Linked DNA regions of Mus musculus: regions 1, 2, 3 and 4 are each linked to region 5. A link is a contact called in public HiChIP or PLAC-seq and promoter capture Hi-C data. All regions are on one chromosome and are shown on one strand. Each heading gives the region's core, a stretch centred on a gene start, on an enhancer-like site or on the middle of the called end of the contact. The rest is flanking DNA. Distances are from core to core; before and after follow the strand shown. Region 1 holds the start of Zfp382 (zinc finger protein 382). Region 2 holds the start of Zfp82 (zinc finger protein 82). Region 3 holds the start of Dpf1 (D4, zinc and double PHD fingers family 1). Region 4 holds the start of Ppp1r14a (protein phosphatase 1, regulatory inhibitor subunit 14A). Region 5 holds the start of Zfp30 (zinc finger protein 30).

Evidence for each region. HiChIP or PLAC-seq counts read pairs in DNA pulled down with a chosen protein or histone mark. Capture Hi-C pulls out chosen DNA fragments and counts their contacts.
Region 1: a contact with region 5 is called in an H3K4me3 HiChIP or PLAC-seq map of bone marrow-derived macrophages, with 2.9 times the contacts expected there. The contact joins the promoter of Zfp382 here to the promoter of Zfp30 in region 5. A contact is called at or near these places in 2 of 39 promoter capture datasets (the C10 cell line and liver) and 1 of 115 datasets of contacts at active chromatin or transcription factors (bone marrow-derived macrophages).
Region 2: a contact with region 5 is called in a promoter capture Hi-C map of pancreatic islet. The contact joins the promoter of Zfp82 here to the promoter of Zfp30 in region 5. A contact is called at or near these places in 2 of 484 Hi-C or Micro-C datasets (CD4 T cells and cardiomyocytes), 7 of 115 datasets of contacts at active chromatin or transcription factors (the 230-238 cell line, bone marrow-derived macrophages, embryonic stem cells and 2 more) and 3 of 9 other capture datasets (adipose tissue, liver and pancreatic islet).
Region 3: an HNF4G HiChIP or PLAC-seq map of pancreatic cancer cells shows a contact between it and region 5. The contact joins the promoter of Dpf1 here to the promoter of Zfp30 in region 5. A contact is called at or near these places in 3 of 39 promoter capture datasets (embryonic stem cells and trophoblast stem cells), 3 of 115 datasets of contacts at active chromatin or transcription factors (embryonic stem cells and pancreatic cancer cells) and 1 of 9 other capture datasets (adipose tissue).
Region 4: a contact with region 5 is called in a FOXA1 HiChIP or PLAC-seq map of pancreatic cancer cells. The contact joins the promoter of Ppp1r14a here to the promoter of Zfp30 in region 5. A contact is called at or near these places in 2 of 39 promoter capture datasets (embryonic stem cells and trophoblast stem cells), 1 of 115 datasets of contacts at active chromatin or transcription factors (pancreatic cancer cells) and 2 of 9 other capture datasets (adipose tissue and pancreatic islet).

What each region holds. Positions count from the first base shown.
Region 1 is chr7:30,120,500-30,123,199 of GRCm38.p6, reverse strand. It overlaps Zfp382 (zinc finger protein 382), which reads right to left and starts at 1,268. Exons shown (of 5, transcript NM_001081007.2): 1 at 1,124-1,268. The coding sequence starts at 1,166.
Region 2 is chr7:30,071,326-30,074,089 of GRCm38.p6, reverse strand. It overlaps Zfp82 (zinc finger protein 82), which reads left to right and starts at 1,267. Exons shown (of 7, transcript NM_177889.5): 1 at 1,267-1,309; 2 at 1,951-2,061.
Region 3 is chr7:29,306,664-29,309,363 of GRCm38.p6, reverse strand. It overlaps Dpf1 (D4, zinc and double PHD fingers family 1), which reads right to left and starts at 1,363. Exons shown (of 12, transcript NM_001368371.1): 1 at 1,266-1,363. The coding sequence starts at 1,294.
Region 4 is chr7:29,287,917-29,290,623 of GRCm38.p6, reverse strand. Ppp1r14a (protein phosphatase 1, regulatory inhibitor subunit 14A) reads right to left here and starts at 1,304. Exons shown (of 4, transcript NM_026731.3): 1 at 1,089-1,304. The coding sequence starts at 1,289. It overlaps Gm45977 (a long non-coding RNA gene), which reads left to right and starts at 2,325. Exons shown (of 4, transcript XR_003946629.1): 1 at 2,325-2,428.
Region 5 is chr7:29,782,634-29,785,333 of GRCm38.p6, reverse strand. Zfp30 (zinc finger protein 30) reads right to left here and starts at 1,366. Exons shown (of 5, transcript NM_001360208.1): 1 at 433-1,366.

The DNA.
Region 1 (2,700 bases), core at 19-2,518, 340 kb before region 5:
TTGGCCTCACCACGGGGAATTATGAAAATCTTACCTATTCCATTCCAACATTAGTATCTTTATATTTGCTAAGTTACTACTTCAAATTTTTCTCAAGCAGGCTTGCTGGTACTAATCTGATAATCAAATAGTACATAACTTCCAGGCTTGGTGGTGCACACACCACACGGAATCCCAGCAGTTGGGAGGTTAAAGTAGGGGGAATCACTGCCAAGTTTTAGGCCACCCTGTGCTACGAGAGAGTTCAGAGGCAACTTGGTATAGATAATGAACCTGTCTAAAAAAAAAATTACACATACGTGATCGCACAGCATACCTCAACCATTTAAATATTAACGGTACTACAAGCCAGGTGGTGGAGGCACATGCCTTTAAATCACAGCGGGGGGGCGGGGGGCGGGGGGGCGAGGGGGCGGGGGGGGGCGGGGGGAGAGGGCAGAGGGCAGGGGGCAGGGGGCAGAGGGCAGAGGGCAGAGACAGGTGAATCTCTGAGTTTGAGACCAGCCTGGTCTGCAAAGCGATTTCCAGGACAGCCTGTCTCGGGGGAAAAAAATCCCCCCCCAAAAAAATACACACACAAAATTATGAGAAATTACAGAAGAACACACACGTGTGCTTAGTGATAACCTTTCAAACATCCTTCAGAAAAATCAACCTACTGCTTCACATGTCATTCACGAGGACAGAACATGATAGAATTCCAGGCAAAATCACTCACAATCACGTTCACAAATCACTTTCAATTCTCCAATCTCCTACAGGAGTCATACCCAATCTAAAAATAGACGCAGGCCGCTATAACCCTAAGCAAAATCCCGCCATCCAGCTTTCACATCCAAGAAGATCGCGATCACTTTATGGCTCTCCCTCCCGCCCCCAAATAATCAGGATGAGCTGAGGGAGCCAAACCACAACATGCTCCCCACATCCTCACACGCAACGCTCGTGATGCCCAGGGACCTGTTCCCAGCGACAGAGTGTCCTCGAGTTTAACACGAAAACTACCCCTTCGGGTCACCGGCAGTCATCCTCGGTGTCACGCCCACGGGCCACACCCGAGGCCCTGTGCAGCCGTTGAGTGTCCCGGTCCCGCTTCCTTAACCTTCTTCCTCCCCAAAATTACCAGGCCTGGCTCGGCCTCTCGGTTTCCTCCCCGGTCTTCCCATCTGGATTCGATCTCTCGGTCGCCCTCCAGATCCGGAGCATCCACTGCGGTCCTCAGCCTCTCCCAACGTCTCGAACCGCCCCGCCTCCGCTCAGCCGTCTACGCCTGCGCACTCACGCCGGGGGCTCGCTCTCCCAGGAGCCTCCGGGGCGGCCCGTTAGTTGCCGCGCGCGCCTCTCCCTCGCCCCGCGCTTGCACCAGCGTCCCCTTGGCTGGGGCGGGTGGGAGTCAGCTGCCTGCTACGGTCTGTGGCCGCGCGCGGGAGTGCATGGCTGCGTCAGTGTGGGGTGTGCCCACAGGGGAGCTCTGAGACTGATTCTGATTAGGTTTGGGTGATTGAACGCGGACCGAGCGGTTTGCGATCCCATACTGTGACCAATTGATCTTGTGACAGCACTGTGCTTTGATCCTATTGGGACCGACGCAGCCCCCACCCCCTTTGACTTCTGAGTTTGGTAGAATTTCATTTTGACCACCCTAGGCTGAGAATTATGTCTTGTAACTGTCGAAAAGCGCGAGGGGTGGCCTCTGTTGCATTCTTGTTCAGTCTGTACGCAATGTCTTTCCCAAGGGTAATTCAGAGAACGCATAAGGTTTCTCTTCCTCCGACAGGGAGGTGAGGGTAAAGGGATGGCAATGAAAAGTTCCATGATTTCTTGGAATGTGTGCTGAGGTTTCTGTCACTGCCTCTGTCGCCTCACCGGTGACATTGCCAGACTACACAGCGTGGAGTGACTTGGCTATTAAGGAGAAAGTTGGTATTTGAAACCTAGAACGACGATTCAGGTTTAAAAACCACACAGCCTTGTATGGAGATCTCACAATGGGAGTCGTCGTCGTCGTCCCCCCCCCCCCCAGATTGAAGTGCAAGCGAAGATAGGATATTGAAGTTCTAAGGATAGGATTCCAAAGATTGTTTTAGAAGTTATGTGTCATTAATAATTTTCCAAGGATTTATATCCAATATGATGCATTAATCAGTTATTCCATAGACGAAGCCACACCGATTGATTCTATTTTGGACCAAATACTGTTCCATCTGAAAGTGCTACTTAATCTCAATTGTATGATTTTCTTGTGAAGGAAAACCCTACTATCAAAAAGGTTATTGTATTGATGAAATGCGATTTTTAAAATGTACTAGACTTTGTAGCTGATTCGCTCTGTTCTTAGTGCAGGACTCTGTCAATTTTTCAACCCATTTCCTCACGTTGTTCAAAATAGATTTCTTTCCCAATACTTTAGGAAAAAAAAAATTGCTAAGGCTGGCCAGTGGTGGCACATGCCTTTAATCCCAACACTTGGGAGGCAGAGGCAGGTGGATTTCTGAGTTCGAGGCCAGCCTGGTCTACAGAGTGAGTTCCAGGACAGCCAAGGCTACACAGAGAAACCCTGTCTCAAAAAACCAAAAACAAACAAAACAAAACAAAAACAAAAAGTGCTTTAAATATATACAGGTTTTACTATGGTCACCCGTCCCCCCACCCCCACCCCCGATTTAGTAGTTTCACTGAGAAAAATATTTAATAACACAA
Region 2 (2,764 bases), core at 18-2,517, 290 kb before region 5:
TGGAAGATTTAAACATAAATAAGACAACAACACCTTTTGACCTTATTTTCCCCAAGAGTAATCATAATCAGTAGTTTATTTCATGAGATGGCAAGTTCTGCCTGAGATCAGTTTTTTTTTTTTTTTAAGAATTATTTATTTATCTATTTATTTTAAAGATTTATTTATTTTTATTGTATATAAGTACACTGAGCTGTCTTCAGACACTCCAGAAGAGGGAGTCGATCATTACAGATGGTTGTGAGCCACCATGTGGTTGCTGGGATTTGAACTTCGGACCTTCGGAAGAGCAGTCGGGTGCTCTTACCCACTGAGCCATCTCACCAGCCCCCGAGTTTTTTTTTTTTTTTTTTTTAATTAATCATGTTTATGTGCTATATAGCATGTTCCATGTGGGAGTGATTCTACCACCTGACTCATTGTTTTATCAGGGTAGGGCTGTGCCTTCGTTAGTCACTGCTTAGTATTCATTGTTATCCCTATTTACTGAAAGGCTTAACTTTCCACAAGCTGTAGCATTAGAGAATATAATTATAGATGATCAATTAATCAGAAATTTAACCATCACGTTTACTTTATATACTTGAGACCAGGTCTTATATAGCCCTGGCTGGCTTGGAACTCACTATGTAACTCAGGCTGGCCTCAAACTTTTGAGTGATTCTTCTGCCTTCAAAGTGATAAGAATATAGGCACATACCAGCTCAACCATTTTATTATTTATTTTCTGGCAATTTAAAAATATAGGAACGAAAGGTATTTAAGTTGATGATCCAGCACTTTAATCCCAGCATTTGGAAGGCAGAGGCAGGAGGATTTCTGAGTTCAAGGCCAGCCTCGTCTACTGAGTGAGTTCCAGGACAACCAGGACTACACAGAGAAACCCTGTCTCTCCAAAAAAAAAAAAAAAATCCTGGTTAAGAAAGAAGAAAATCTTAAGAACCTGGGTAAAAGCAAACTACATGATAGGAATGTCCTTTAAAATCTTATTCTAAGACGTAGTCATTTGCAGTCACCTCCACAACAAACATGACTATATCAAATGCACAAATCTCCAAACGAAAATCCGATTTTCCTCAAATACTTAATCAGAGTTGAGGTTCTGCTCCTCTCCCTGTCCTGGTCCCAAACGGAGCACACAGTGAGTGTGGCGCATGCGCACGCGGTGCGTGCGGCTGTCCCTCCCAGCAGTCCCCGCGCAACGCCCTGTAGGCTCTCGGGGGTCTGGAGATGCAGCCACTGTCACCTCAGCGCGTGGGGCGGGGCAACTGAGCCGAGCCTGGGTCCCAGTTCCGTGAACTTAGTGAAGGTGCTGCAGGGAGCAGGGGGTAAGGGCGGGGACAGGGAGGCCCCGCGCCCCTCATACTGGGTCCGCGCCTCGGCTTGCTGCGTGGGGACCACAGTGGCGAGCTGTGCCTGCTGGGCGTGGCAGGGCGTCGGGGTGGCAGCCACCGCGACTGAGTGCGGCCCGGAAGCCACGGCGTGATGGCATTTGTGCGAGTGAATGGGGTGCAGAGCGGTTGTGTGAGCGAGGTTGCCGAGGTCCTGGTGTGTGTGATTCTGGCCCCAGGCTCGGCTGCGGTGTAGCCACATCAGTCCCAAAGAGGAATGGTTCCCCAGCCATTCACCTGAGCAACACACAAGACTCCCAGTAAACAAAGCAAAGAGCTCCGGGTCTTGAGAGGGGTCTGAAAGATGGTCCCCGATCCCCAACACACACACCCTTGGCTGGTTCCCTGGGGTTACCCCCAACACGCCACACGTGCTCAGATACAGTCACTCGCTGGACAGGCTGTGTGCGATCCACCTAGGGAGCTATTGTAAACTTCCTGGCCATCTGCCGCCCTGGCCTTTCTTAGGTACCAGGGCAGGACAGCTGAACTCGCTCCCGGGTGTGAGTGATGGGTGGTGGTGACCGATTGGTTGTGTCTTGTGCTTTGATTTAACTAGGCTGGACAAGGCTCCGAGAAAAGTTTGGACGTTAACATTCGCTCCTACTCCAGCCTGCCTTTAAGTGCTCACAGGAAGGGGAGGGATAAATCGCTGTTGCCTGTTTAAAAGGTAAGGTCAGGGGGGGTCAATCTTACCTCTTGGATCTGTGAAAGGCACTTTAATTTTTTAGTGGATCAGAACATTTGTTATTTTTAAATGTCTGGTTCTTAGAAACAGAGCCTGACTCCTTACACCACCCAGTGCCTGTACGTACATACGTATCCGCTTTTCAGTGTTTTTTTTTTTGGGGGGGGGGGACAGGACGACAACCCTCCCTCCAAGGAGATCGGGCTTTATTTTTATAGCTGGGTTTTATTTTTAATACTATGCTGTAGAGCTCTTAGAACAGTTGCTGATATTCATAAATACCAAATGCTTAGTAAACAGCAGCTGTTTGTTAATGTGGTGATTAGGGGTGATTCCAACACCAAGGGAGTGGTGTGTATGGGTATCTACTTAATTGTGATGTACATTTATTTTTAAGATTTATTTTTGTAAAAAAAAAAAGGGGGGGGCTGGAAAGATGGCTCAGCGGTTAAGAACACTCTTCCAGAGGTCCTGAGTTCAATTCCCAGCCACCACATGGTGGCTCACAACCATCTGTAATGGGATCTAATGCCTTCTTCTGGTGTGTCTGAAGACAGCTATAGTGCACTCACATACATAAAAAAGTCTTTAAAAAAAATCCGTTTATCCTTCCAGCCTCTGCTCCCAAAATGACAACTCTGGGACTAATTATGTATTATTAAATGCCTTGCTTCAAGACTAGCTT
Region 3 (2,700 bases), core at 114-2,613, 480 kb after region 5:
GTGCAGGGAGGCCCAGCACCCTCCCGCGGCTGCCCGTTCCCACTGCTCCGCAAAGGGCAAGCCGGCCAGGTCCACCTTCACCTCCCCCATCTTCTCCCACCCCTCTGGATCCGGGGGCGGGGCAGGGTGCTGGCAGGGAAGCAGCTACCTAAAACTTGATTATGTCTCGGGTTAAGAAGTGTTCACAGACAATATAAAAACAAACCAAAACATACCGGGACCCATCCACACATGAACGTAGCCAAACACCCAATACAAACAAATCGCACATGGCCACACGGGATTCACACACAAAGAGAAACGTATCCCAATCTTCACAAAGGAGTAGCAAACAAATTCTCTCTGTCACACAGACACACATCTCTTGCAGAACACAAATAATCCAAATCAAAAAAAGCCATAGAACTACCTATGAATGTCATGTATCCAGAGACCCAGATGGTTCCAGAGACAGCTTATCCACAAAGACCCACAACATGGAAACACACCACACAACACTCATCCCAACAGTCACACAATGTCAAAAGATAGGGACCCTATAAACATTTACATATGCGCTTACATATCCATCCAAAGACACTCCAGCCAAACACACAATACAAAGACATCACTGAGATTTTCAAGGGTACACATACACAGAAACCCCAAATTTAAAATGCATCCCCAAATACACAGGTACACGCCTTGGAAACAGAGGGGCAGTCAGGTCTGCTCATGTTCACACAAAAATTTAGACCTATCCTCACACGTCCATATCCAAAGACACAGAACATAAATGGTGCAGATTCGCCAGACATGTGCACACACTTCGAGACCCAAATACTCAGATAGGTAGTGCAGAATAAAAGAAACCCTATACATACCCACACATTCAGCTACAAAGCAAAAAGCAATGTATAAGTCGCTCAACACACTCCACACCCCAAGACAAAGGTAGCGTGGATTCGAGTGTACCCAGGCCCCAGCTTCCCTAGACCATGTACCCTCTCTCAAACCCTGGCATCCCTGGGAGGGGACATGACCCCTTTCCCCTAAAAATCCTTGGAGACCCCTCCCCCACGCCCTCTCCCAGTCCTGGAGCAACGCGTCGGACATCATTCTTGCTAAACACCCTCAGTCACATACACTCGCACCCCCGCACGCGGTGACAGCCCCCTGACACCCCACCAGCCCCACCCCCAGCGGCCACACACATACACACGCGCGCGCGCGGCCGCACAGACCCGCCCGCGCCGACTCCCCCGCCTCGCGCCCACCCGCACCACCTCAGGGGGCTGGGGATGACCGTGGCCATCTTGCTCCCCGGGTCCTGCCCCCAGCAGGTCCCTGCCGGGTCGGTCCTCCCAGCGGTCGGGCGGGCGCTGAGGCCGCCCATCCATTCATTCCCAGGGGGCGGGAGCACGAGGATCTCAGCCAATCAGGATGGCAGGGCGGGCCGCCCAGGCCATGCCGGGAGTGGTAGTCCCTAGCGGGTCCTCCGACCCAGGGGGTGGGGTGGGGGAGGGATGGAGGATCTCGCAGTCGTTCACACACGCTCACTCACACGCACTTCCAGCCCCACGTGCACAGACGCATGCACGCACACACGCGCACATGGCAGCTTACACATAGTCACACTACACTCGCAGACTTCCATTCACCCCACCTTCACGCACAACCGGCCACAGGCGCGCGGGGACCTCGCAGGTGCCCACCCAGCTGTGTCACCAGCACGCCAAACGCCACCTAGCACTCCAAGCTGTAGAGAACCCATCGTGACTGAGAGATGACTCTCGCGGCCACCCCAGTCCACTCCTACGAAGGACTACAGAACTGCCTTCCTTCTTCCTGGCCTCAAATCCTCGCTTGTGGGACTTGGTGCGCATGACTTAAGCTAAGCGTTCTGGGCCTGTCTCAACGGACTGAAGATTACAATAGCAACAGGGTAAGTGACTGTTTTAGGGACAGCATCTTGCTGTTCAGCCCAAACTGGCCATTTTTCCTGTCTCTCCAAGTGCTGAAATTAGTGTGTGACGCCATACCAGGCAAGTGCTGGAATTAGTACCTGGCAGATACCTATAAATTCATTTATTCCACCGAGAAGATATCTACAAAGAGGATCTGATATGTACCAAGGCATAAAGTGGTTGCACTGTTATTAGGAAGAATAAATAGCCTGCCTTAGCAGGTGTTCAACAAATATTTGTTGAGTGAATACTTAACACTCACTATGTGCTTAACACAGCTCTCTCCAGGTTAAACCGGACTATCCTCATTTTCTAGAGAAGGGCTTTGAGATCCTGGGAGGAAACCTTACCTGTTCTCAGCCCCTGGCTGCTGTCTGGATATAGAATTCGTGTGCCTGCACACGTCCCTACAGGATCCTCCTTGCCTCCTTTTCTCTCCCACACTCTACCCTAAGAGATCCCCAGAGAATGAGCTGACCTACTGAATATCACACACACACACACACACACACACACACACACACACGACTCACACTCAGCCCCACCTCTGGGGAATAACTTAGCATTCTGATTAGAGTGGCAGCATAAATTAGCATATCAAGTGTTAATACAAAAAAAATTCTTGTCCAGCAGGGGGCGGTCCACCCATCATAAGTCTCAAGGTTTCCCGCACTTCACACACACAATACACCTCTAGACTGCTATAGCTCCCTTCCACAAATGTCCCCATCCACCCACCCACCCACCCATCTCA
Region 4 (2,707 bases), core at 55-2,554, 490 kb after region 5:
TTTTTCTTTTTTTTAAGATAGGGTCTTTCTGTGTATCCCTGGATGACTTGGAACCCACTCTGTAGAACTGGCTGGCCTCGAACTCACAGAGATCTCTCTGCCTCTGCCTCCTCAATGCTGAGTCTAAAAGGTGTGAGGTGCACCATGCCAGGTTTGTTTTAGACTTTTCAGACAGGGTCTCCTTATCCAAGGTCGTCCTTGAACCCCTAACCCTCCAGCCTTCACCTCTCAAGTGCTGAGGTCACAAGCGTTAGCGGCCCTGCCTACCTTGGTTTCTAGTGTTCTGTGTTCCTGGGACACTTTTACCAGTTCCGTGTGTAATTTCCACAGACGTGTGTGTGTGTGTGTGTGTGTGTGTGCATGCGTGCGTGCGCGCGTGCACATGCACACAGAACTTTAACATCTGCCACTCTGTTTGTAGACAGCCATACTTTTCTTTTTTGGCAGCAGATAATGGCCCATGTAACTTGAGTCACTCTGTGTCCCTGGATAGCTATTGGAGCTTGGAGCACCCCAGCTGGAACTGATGTGTATCTGTGCCCAGCTGTATCTCTTCACTTGGCGCCCAGGGGGGTTGTGTTGTGCGTGCATGTCAGTATTCCATGGCAGGCCATGTTGTCCCTTAACTTAATCCACTTGTGTTCCTGTGAGTTTGTGTGTGGCTCACTTTGGTGCTATGTCTGAGTGGCTGTGACTTCCGTCATCTGTGAAAATTGTTGTTTCCTCTGCTGAGAGTCTCTGCTGTCCTATCTCCCTTGTCACCCATGTCTATGTTTGGCTTAAGGACATCCCCTGTCCCTATCCGTTCTCTCAATATGTTGGCTCTGCCCGCCACCCCCCATCTCATCCCCAGCCCTTCCCAGTTGTCTGGGTTGATTGGACGCACACATGTCTGGGGATCCTGGGTGCATGTCTGAGTGTCCGCGAGCTGGATGCCTCTAAGCACCGAGACCAGCGCCTCGGGCCATGAATCCTAGCAAAGGCCGCAGTCGGTGCACCAGCGAGCAAGTACTAGGGTCACCGAGGTCGCAGGGTTGCAGGGTCTTAGGCTACCTCCGTCCCTCAGCCCCGGCCCCTCTGAGTCTCACCCTGCCGCGGTACAGCTCCTCCAAGCATCCGTCGATCCACTTCTCCACGTCCAGCCGTCGCTGCAGCTCCCGTCGGTCGTACTTGACCGTGACTCGCGCGTGCCGCTTCTGCAGCCCGCTGGGGCTGCCCCCCGGGCCGCGGGCCCGCGACGGGGACTGCAGCTTGCTCAGCACGCGCTTGCCCAGCCGCTGCGCAGCCATCGTACCGTCACCCGCTGCCCCTACTTTGCGCCCTGCCTCGCGCTCCGGGATCTTAATGGCCGGGGCGGGGCCACCGGGGGCGGGGGCTCGTGCTCTGGGACCCGCCCCTCCCCGATCGCCGGGCCTCAGTTTCCCTTCCTGCAGAGGCAAGCTGGCTAATGTGCAGCCTTCAAGCCCGGGGTCCTGCGGGGGTTCAGATGGGTGGGGGCGGGGTGCCCATCTTAGAGTGCCCCAGGGCAGGCATCTCCGGGCGGGGTCCCAGGACACGCTCTAGGGTCCGTCCTGTGCTCCCTCTGGCGGCAGCGAAGGGTGTTGCAAGGGCGCCAGGCCTAGCTGTACGGGAGGGGGATCCCACTGAAGTTTCTCTTTTTAAGAGGGACCTATTAGTCTGGCCTTAAACTCCTAAACCTCCTGTCTCCACCTTCTAAGTGATGCGATTCCAGACCTGAGCCACCACACTCAACTTTTTCTTTCTCACCCCTGCTCCCAGAAGGTGATCGGAAACGGACCCCAGGAGTGTTAAGCCAGTGCTTGAATCATCTTTTAGTTTACCCCGCTCATTCACGCACTTTTCCATCCACTTATTTCCATTTATTCACTTGTTCCTGTTGCGATCATAAAAAGAGATAAAGCTGTACAAGAACATGTTCTGGGGGGTGTGAGGAAGGGGATGTCTCGGCGGGCCCATGCCAAGGCATCCCTTCCCCCTGAGAGACCAGCCACACTGACGGTATACCATGGAATAGAGTTTATTCAGGGCATGGGGAAGAGAGTTAAGAGGCAGAGAAAGGCAGAGAGAAGGAGAGAGTAGAGAAGTAGAGGCCGGCCATGGCCACGTGGAGAGAGGGGGTAAAGGAATGGGGAGAGAGGGGGAACAAGGAGGCAAGAGGGAAGAGAGGCAAGAGTAGGAGAGAAAGAAAGGGAGGAGGGGCCAAGCAGCCCCTTTTATAATGGGCCAGGTCTACCTGGCTGTTGCCAGGTAACTATGGGGAGGAGCATACCTGGCTGCTGCCAGGTAACTGTGGGGGTGGAGTCCAGACAGAATACCAACACTCCCAGTACACATTGTTTACTGAGTGTGTCAACAGCATGTGACTTGGGTGCTTAGGAGGCGGAGGCGGGAGATTCAGGAATTCAAGGTGAGGGTAGGCTACAGAGTGAGCTTCAGAGTCCAGGACAAGCTGAGCTGTGGACCCTGCCCAGATAGATAGATAATGATAGATAGATAGATAGACAGACAGACAACAGCCTGGGTGAGCGAGATGGCTCCCTTGGTAAAGAGGCTTGGTGCTAAGCCTAAGGACCCCGCACATGAATCTCAGCTATTGAGGAAGGGTGGTAAAGACAGTACAAGAGAGGCCGAGGTAGACTGATGAAAATTCGAGGTAAACTTGGACTACATGCTGAGAATTACCTCA
Region 5 (2,700 bases), core at 117-2,616:
GACATATTTCCGTATTAGAGAATCCTAAGAAAAACAGGACATCTAAATGTATAGCACGTGGGTGCTACATAACCATAGAACCGCAGGCGCTGCGCACTCAAAGAGGAATCCTGATTAAGTCTCTGCCCACTGAAAATGCAGGGAAATTCTCAGACCCAAAGCAATGAATAGTTCGCTTTTTTTTTTTTTTAAAGACAGGGTCTCAATGTAACCCAGGCTGGCCTTGAACACTTGGTCCTAGTGGAGTGGCAGTGACACCACTCACAGTTGAATAAAACATTTTCACAAACGTCTTTCAAAGGGAAGGAAATTAAAAAAATCCATACTCAAAACAACAACAACAACAACAGCAAAAACAAACAAACAAAAAACCAAAAACGAAAAACAAAAACTCAAGCATTTCACAGGAACACAGAAGTTCTAGAAACTCACACATAATCTCTGTTTTAAACAGAAGTAGTAGCTGCTGGCTTCTAGGGTCTCTTCTGAAGACTGGCAGACACTCCAGGCCTTGTTTCTTTTCTTTTCTCTTCTTTCCTTCTTCTTCTCTTTTCTTTTTCTCTCTTGCAACCCAACGTTAGGCAGTAGAGAATGACCTTGAGCGCCTACTCCCCCTGCCTCCACCTCCCAAATCCCGAGAAGTCAGGTGTATGCCACCACGTCCTCTGGCCTCACCCCTACGCTTTTCTGAAATTGATCAGAATCCCCTTCCAAGCTTCAGGGCTCCAGGCTGACCCCATCCGTATGATCCCAGCAAGCGAGATAGACTACAGCAGCCCACAGTCACCCGTGCCCGAGTTTGCTGCTTCGGCCACTCTGCTTCACCAGTTACCAGTCCGGGGCTGCCCAGCCTTAGGTCCGAGGTGTCCCCCGGTTCTCTGCTCCCCAGGCCCGCCGGGAATCTAAGGTTCTGCACAGGGTATCTCCACCGTGCAAGTCGCGGCCCCCGCCTTCCCTCTCGGTCCTTGTCCACAGCCAGGCCGGGGTTTAGGTGCAGCGCGTCAGCACGGCAGCTGTACCCACGAACGGGCCACCTGAGTCCCAGGGGTCCTCAGAGCGGGTCCCCGGAGAAGAGCGTAGGCCGCACGAGACCGGGGACCACCCAGCTGACGGGTATCCCGGGAGGGTGGGTTGCCAGCGCGGTCAGCGCTGCAGCGGCGGCACCAAAGTGCTACGGACGGGACCGTGGTACTGAAGGCTCTGGGACATCAGATCTCAAGCCTGAGAGTCCGACTGCCACTAGCTTCTTTGACTAGGTTCTGGGCTTCCAGCCCCGCGGAGGCTGCGAGCCAGGCCCCTAGCTCTTGGTCAGGGGAAGGGGGTTGGAGGTGGGGCTGTGTGTGTCTCTTTCTCGCTGCTTCAATGCGCATGCGCACAAGGGAGCCGCAGGGAGGCGGGGAGCCTTCGGTAGCATCTTGTGCAGGCCTGGACAGAGGGAGTTTGGTTCCAGGATCCAGGATTGGGCAGAAATGGCCAAGTCTTTAGGCCTACAGCAGTAGCTCTGGCGTTGAACAAACTAACCCCCAGATGCTTTGAGGTCCAGCGTGGAGCGTTGGCTGAACCACTTATACTAGTTTGGGCATCTATTGTTTGTTTTTAAAGCTGTGGTCTCTCTAAATGACCCTGGTTTTCTCTGTGGACACCAGGCTGACTTTGAAATTGAAGTGATTCTCCAGTAAGCTTCCTGAATGTGGACATTAACGGCACACACCACCACACCCCCGCCCTCTACCTGAGTTTTTTCTTTTTCTTTTCTTTTTTTTTTTAACCAGTTTTTCTTTCTTCTTAAATCTCTATTTGAGACAAACTCTCTCTATGCAGCCCTTGCTAGCCTGGAATCTGTGTAGACCAGGCTAGCCTGGAACTCTGAGATCCACCTGCCTTTGTTTCCGTGGTGCTGGAATTAAAGGTGTGCACCACCACTTCGGACGTGGTTTTCTTTTAACAAAGCAGGCTTGAGTTTTTGTTGTGGCTGTTGTTTTGTGGGTTTTTTGTTTGTTTGTTTGTTTTGTTTTGTTGTTGGTTTTTTTTTTTTGTTTTTTCGAGACAGGGTTTCTCTGTATAGTCCTGGCTGTCCTGGAACTCTGTAGACCAGGCTGACCTCAAACTCAGAAATCCACCTGCCTCTGCCTCCCAAGTGCTGGGATTAAAGGCATGCGCTACCACCACCCGGCTTTTTATTTTATTTTATTATTTTAGGCTTGGGGTTTTAGGCTTTAGCATGAGGAGAGGGGCTCCGAATGACGGCACCTGAAATCGCAGTATGGGCTTCTCTGAAAGAATAATCGATTGGGTTTTCATGTTATTCTTATGTTCTTGTGGTGGTTTGAATAGGTATGGCCCCATAGATTCATGCATTTGTATGCTTGCCCATGCCAAGTAGTGATTTTATGTGTGGCCTTATTGGAGGAAGTGTATCATCACCGTAGAGGCGGGGCTTTGAGGTCACATATGCCCAAGGTACACCACATCTGCCTGCAAGCCTCCACCTTTCCCGCAGGACGATGGTGGACTGAACCTCTGCAAGCCAGCCCCTATTAAATGTTTTCCTTTATAAAAGTTGCCCTGGTCATGGTGTCCCTTCACGGCAATAAAACCCTAAGAGAGTTATGTTAGAAAGAGCTTTCCTTTAGCCCGTTTAATTTAGTCTCAACAGCACATATGCATAGATTCTTAATGAGTTATAGTTAATTTAATTCT